Linked DNA regions of Mus musculus: region 1 is linked to region 2. Evidence: chromatin contacts called from public HiChIP or PLAC-seq data. All regions are on one chromosome and are shown on one strand. The core of a region is the stretch at or near the end of the contact, and the rest is flanking DNA. Distances in the headings are between cores, read along the strand shown. Region 1 has its middle 24 kb from the start of Themis3. Region 2 has its middle 43 kb from the start of Gm20742.

Region 1 (3,180 bases), core at 216-2,715, 380 kb after region 2:
AGAGTCGGCGGGAATTGGGGTGACCAACAGACTCGACACAAGGGAGTGTGAATCTGTGTAATTTGTCAAATCGAGCATCAAACTTTTTATACAGAAGAAAATAGGGAATTTAGGTGACACACTGGCAAGGTACAAGGAGGTTACGGGATCCTTACATAGAACAGAGGAATGCAAACACAAAGGACTGGCAGGAACCAATGGGGATAAAATTCAATGTTAACAACTGGGATAAAAAACAGTCCCACATAAAGTCAGCTTAAACTTAGAAGCCAGGGACAAGGGCTTCATGCCCTTGCCATAGTTCCTATTCTAGTCTACTGTATAGTCCACCTTCTCCCTAGGCCATTGTAAATACTTGTATATGGGTGTAACTCAGCTATCTATAGTTCTAAGTATCTACTCTGGTTCCTCCTTAGATCACACACTTCCTTCTTCCTAGATAATGGTACATTCCTGTGTAGGGCAGTGACTTAGCTATCCATGCCCAGGTTCGGATCAAGGACTGCCTAGAATCTAACTTAGCTATATGTCAAAGAATCAATCCTTAGGAGCACTTATAATAAAGCAATATTAAAGGAAAGCACACAGATCCGTTTACCAACTAAAGCAAGGACATTGGAGCATTCGTTATACAGGATGCCACGGTCCCAGGAGACTAAGTTTCTGTGAACAGGTTTTTGGGGCCTGTCGTGCTTGTCACCACTGGAGTGGATGTAGCATATCGCCACTACTCATCCAGGTTCTACCTCTTAAGAGTCCTACTACCCCTCAACTATTAGGAATTAGTTTCTAGGACATCAACCTTTGAGGGACAAACTGTATCATTCAACTATCTACCTATTGAGTCAAAAGCAGAAATCACCTTACCATTTAGTACTAGGGCCAAGAATAAATGGTGCAACCTCAACTTCCTAAGTCCCTTACTCTCTACCTGTGATAACTGGGCACACTATCCTGGATTTCTAGGCCTTAGATTTCTAGCCCTATGGAGTTCTTCAACCAGGAAGTGAGGTTAATAGCAGTGTCAGTGTAATAGCTTTTGGAGGACCCTAGTTAGTACGAGCAAAGACTCAGATCTAGCACATAGCTCAAGAGTGTTAGTGGCTGGTGTCATGTTGGATAGGATTGACGCCCAGACACTCTACACGGCACCTAGGTCACACAAAGGTCAAGGTAGGAAGTCCTCTCAGCCTACTTCTTGGCTACCACCATTTCCATCAGCACAGCACATTGAAGGGGGAGACCAGATGAGACTGTCTTCTCTCCATAGCCTGAACCAAGAAGGAGACTGTGGGTTGGCACCATGGGCCTGGCTTCCCACATAGCCGATGAGGACTCTAAGAGAGGCCGTCCTGCATTGTGTGGTTTTGTCCCTTTTCTGCTGTAACCACACAGCACTGGAGTTTTCTCCTCCTACTCCATAAAGACTAGAGGTTCTGTAAGCAGAGATCCTGAGTCATCTAAGTACCCTATTGAACATTAGATTAGTGATTCTCAGCCTTCCTAATGTGGTGACTCTTTAACACAGTTCATCATGTGGTAGTGACCACAACCATAAAATTAGTTTTGTTGTGACTTCATACCTGTAATTTTCCTTATGAATCATAATGTAAATGTCAGTGTTTCCCAATGGTCTGAGGTGACCCCTGGGAAAGTGTCATTCAACCCCCAAGGGGTCGGGACCCAAGGCTGAGAATCACATTAGTCCCTTTCTCCTTTAGGGCTTATCCCCGAAGCTCAGCCACATTGGAGACTAAGCTTCTCATAGATAACTTCTGTGCCCATCGTCTTCAGCCACAGCACTCTGACTCGACTCTTTCCTTGCGTCCATCCTGCCCTCCCATCACGGGGTTAGACAGCAGGTGATGTTATGCTGCCCCTTACAAAACAAAAACCCAATTCAAGGAATAAATACCTTGCTCTCAAAGTTCGCTTACGGGGGAAAGTAGCCATCCAGAAGACAAAGCAAACGAGAGAGAAGAGCAACCACAAGACAGAGGTAACTGTCAGAGGTGGCAGCAGGAAAAGAGCATTGAAATATGTCAGGCAATATGACGGGATGAGAAGAGGAGCCAAAGGTCTGGAGCTGGGGAAGCCAAATGGAGCTGGAAGAGAAGGAACAAAAGAGTTGTTCTGCCTGGTAGCCGGACTCCAGACTTGTGTGGTCTGTGTTGTCTGTCCTTCCTTGAAGGCTTGAGAGGTGACCTCTCGAGGCCCCAGAGGACAGGCGAAGGCAGTGTGGAAACTTCTGAGGGAAGCTGTGTGCTGTGCTGTGGCTCAGCTGTACCAGAAGGGGACAAAGCTACCAACTGAAGTCCGATCTCAGAAAAACTCAGCCTCTGCTTTCCCAGAAGTCACATTAGAAGAAGGGTGGGGTCCTGGGTGATGCTGATCCTGACACCCAGGCCTACCCCTGAAGAGTTATTTCCCTGCGTTCTTATTCTGTTTGCACAACTTAGAATGTAATAAGATGAGCAGAGTCAGAGAGATGGCTCAGTGGCTAAGAGAGCCTGCTTGGAAAGCACAGCACCTGAATTTAAAATTCCCAGCGTTTATACCAAAAGCTGCATGTGGCTGTGCATACCTGCAACCCAAGCGCTGTGCGGATGTGAGGAAAAGATCCCTGGAGTTTGCTGCCTGCCAGTCTAGTTCCAGGTTCAGTGAAAGATTCATCTCAAGAGAAAAAGGCATGGAATGACTGAGTAGATACCTGATGCCAACCCTTGGCCTCCTCCATATGTGTATGCCTGTGCACATCTGTGCACACACAGGAACTTGCATGTATCCGTGCATATGTATCCACATATACCATACACATACACACTAAAAATAAATAAAAAACCCAGCATGCAATAGTATATGCAATGCCTAGTGGCAGACATGTTCTAAAGGTGTTTTACATATGGTAATTAGCACTCTTTTCTCACAGCCCCATGCAGTGAGTGATGGGCATCCTCACAGTGCAGAGAAAGGCAGGGAGAGGCAGGTGAGGTGACCGGCTAGGGTCATTCAGAAAGCATCAGACCATGCGCTGGCTGGAGCCCTGACTTGCCATAGCAACTCCTCCTGAGGGACACATCCCTCTGCTACAGCCACTGTTGCTTGTTAAAACACACCAGCAGTTAATTTATTTCATACCACCATAGCTGCCACTGTTTTATGGCTAGAGGGACAGTACTC
Region 2 (2,990 bases), core at 70-2,569:
TGATCTTAAACAAGCCCAGGCGTGTACTCCTTAATGAGAATGCTTAGGAGTGGGCCGACCCCCACAGGAGTATGTGCGCTCTCCCTGTGCCTTCTTTGGGGGCAGCGCTGTTTTGTGATCAGTCTTTCCCCTGCTTTTGGCCTCCCGTCTGCCGCTTTTGGCTTCTCACTCACCACGCAATTCACCAATCGCTTTTTGTCACAACCTCACTGGGTGCGTTACAGCTATCAGATGGGAACAATCACACCAACCTTATAGGATTGCCACGCAAACGTCACCGTCCTCACAGAAGCCTGGCCCGAGGTTGCTGGGAAATACGCGGAAGCCGTGGGTTTGCCAGTGAAGTGGCGCTCTGAGGCATCTGACCTCTGCCTAAAGCCGGTCTGGGGTATTCCTACAGCACGAGGCTTGTCCATGCCAGCGTAGGGGACCCAGATAAACTACGCATTGTTGTATGAAGAGTGATCTAAAACACGAATCTTCTGGAAATTCTTCTTCTTTTTTTTTCTTTTTCTTTTTCTTTTTCTTTTTGTTTTTCGAGACAGGGTTTCTCTGTATAGGCCTGGCTGTCCTGGAGCTCACTTTGTAGACCAGGCTGGCCTCGAACTCAGAAATCCGCCTGCCTCTGCCTCTGCCTCCCGAGTGCTGGGATTAAAGGCGTGTGCCACCACGCCCAGCTTCTGGAAATTCTTTTTAAAGAATTTCTCTTTAAACGTAGGAAGACTTGGAAATAGAAAAAAAAAAAAAAAACACTTGAGCTCACGAGGAAAGACAAATACATCCGTGCGCACAGTAGGAAGGATCATGGGTAACCTGTGCTCTAACGTTACTCACCTGGAGGCAAGCACGCTCCAATGACTTGGGGGAGAATGGGTTTTCTCAGAGGCACATTCCCCCCTCCGACCACTAGATGGCGCCAAAAGCATGCTAAACCACTGACAATGTGCCTGTCCACCATTTCTGTGGCTCACAGGCTGTCCTGGGGCCAGCGCTGTTCATTGTAAGGTGCATTTCCCACCCCAACAGACATCCCAAAAGACACGCGCGCGCGCGCATGTGTGTATGTGCCTTTCTGTTAAAAAGCTCCATTAGAACTCTTAAATATCCTTGTAAAGCTCAGTCACCTAAGTGCAGTTCATGGCTTCTAGGATTATACTTAACCTGAAAGGGAGGAGGGAGAGTTGGGGGGAGGGGGGAGAATTCAGGAGTTCAAACTAGAAAACATATGGCGTTGCCATCACGTGATCCTGGCTTAATCCAGGCTGCAGTACGACATGACCTCAGCCGGGTCTTTTAATCCCCTTGAGCCTCCCTCCCTACCCTATAAAGGGTGACAGAGTGTTGAGGGGCTCAGCAGAGGGTACAGGTACCAAATAGCTCCTCATACCCTGCTCTCCAGAGCAGGGGATGGACTTCATCTTCTATCCATGCTGGGGAGAGAAAGATGGGTCCCAGCAGGCTTGTAGCGATTGTATTTCCCAGCCTCAGCCAAGATGGCCACGGGGCTAATGGCGCTATCTGTATTAACTCACAGGGCTCCGTATGCAATAAACAGTTACCTCGAATGCTGCCAAGTACATGGTACTTCGAGCAGGAATGTAAGAGTCTGAGCGATGATTATTACCTAGTAAGGGAGAGAGTTCACGGCTTAGTTTTCCTTGAAATGTATTCTCGCTGCGCAGCTCAGGCTGGCCTCAAATTTACTAGGATTACAGGCTTACACCACCAAGTTTCTTGAATGCCTCATCTGTGAGAGGCTCACGGGCAGGCAGAGGCATGACCACAAGCTGAGGCAAGAAACCCCCCCCCAAGTGGTGGCACTATACCTGGGCAAATCCTAGAGAGGAGTCTGGAGGAAGGCTGCCTGCTCCTTTGTGTTGCAGTGCCGACTCTGAAGAGCTCCGAGGAACATCTCGAGCTGGACTTGAGTGCGTGGATTTCCTGTGTCTGCAAGAAGTCATTGAACTGTGCATGCTTTCAGACGCTGCCACCGAAGGACTGGTTGCAGGATTGTGAGGTGCGCTCTTGGAATGAGGATTTGGTATAGGAGGGGGCCTTGGATGCAGGCCTCTCTCACTTGCTGGGAAGTTCAGTGTCACTCTGTGTTGCCCGGGGACTGTAGGACTGCACCTGGGCCTTCTAAATCAGAGCTGGGGACAGACAGGATTTTTCATCAGGCTCTCTCAACCCTAACCTGCTCCTCTCGAGTGCGGTACCTGCGACTGTGCACGATCAATGCCTGGGGTCACGATCAATACCTGGGGTCACCTCGTGTGCTATGGCAAAGGTAAAGGATGCATAGATGTAACTGAGGTATTGAATCAATGGACAATGAGTTCACAAAGGGGAAATGATCAGGTGATCAGAAGATTCCACCCCTGACCCCCCCCCCCCAGCTCCCCCCCCAGCACCCTCCACCAGCCCCTCAGCAGTCCTGCCAGTCAGTGCCAAGACAGTTAGAATTCAGGACCATCAGACGGACAACCATAGAGATGTGAGCTAGCACTTCCGCAGAAGGCTGCTTCCAGGGCCGACAGACAAGAAGATGACTTGAGTGCAAGAGAAAGGCAAGATTGCAGTCTAACTGTCCCTTTGCCTGCATCCTGCAGGCCCTGAGCAGAGGACCAGCAAGACTTGGAGACAGCATCTCAGCATCACCTGGAGCCTCTGACTCTAGGACACGTCATTACATAACCGCAGAAAATGAGCTCAGGCTTGTGCTACCTTACAGAGTTATTGCGAGGATTATAAAAAAATGTCTGTAAGACACCTGACTGTAGAAACTGCTCAGCAGTTAAGAGCCCTGGCAAATACAGGACCTGGTTTTACTTTCAAGCAGCCGTGGTTCCCAACTATCTGTAACTCCCGTTCCAGGGGCTCTGACACCCCCTTCTGATCTCCATGGACACCAGGTATACATGGTGCATAGACATACATGCAAACACTCACATGTTGAGGCTTGGTCTGTTGCTATGTATCTATCATAAATG

Evidence for each region. HiChIP or PLAC-seq counts read pairs in DNA pulled down with a chosen protein or histone mark.
Region 1: a FOXA1 HiChIP or PLAC-seq map of pancreatic cancer cells shows a contact between it and region 2. The contact joins two enhancer-like sites.

What each region holds. Positions count from the first base shown.
Region 1 is chr17:66,616,631-66,619,810 of GRCm38.p6, forward strand. No RefSeq gene overlaps it. Among named protein-coding and RNA genes, the nearest start is that of Themis3, 24 kb to the left of the region's middle. Within about 2 kb of position 1,466, at least 6 of the 459 cell types and tissues checked have an H3K27ac peak or open chromatin away from gene starts, as enhancers often do. A contact at or near this core is called in pancreatic cancer cells, where this site is marked.
Region 2 is chr17:66,234,397-66,237,386 of GRCm38.p6, forward strand. No RefSeq gene overlaps it. Among named protein-coding and RNA genes, the nearest start is that of Gm20742, 43 kb to the left of the region's middle. Within about 2 kb of position 1,320, at least 30 of the 459 cell types and tissues checked have an H3K27ac peak or open chromatin away from gene starts, as enhancers often do. A contact at or near this core is called in pancreatic cancer cells, where this site is marked.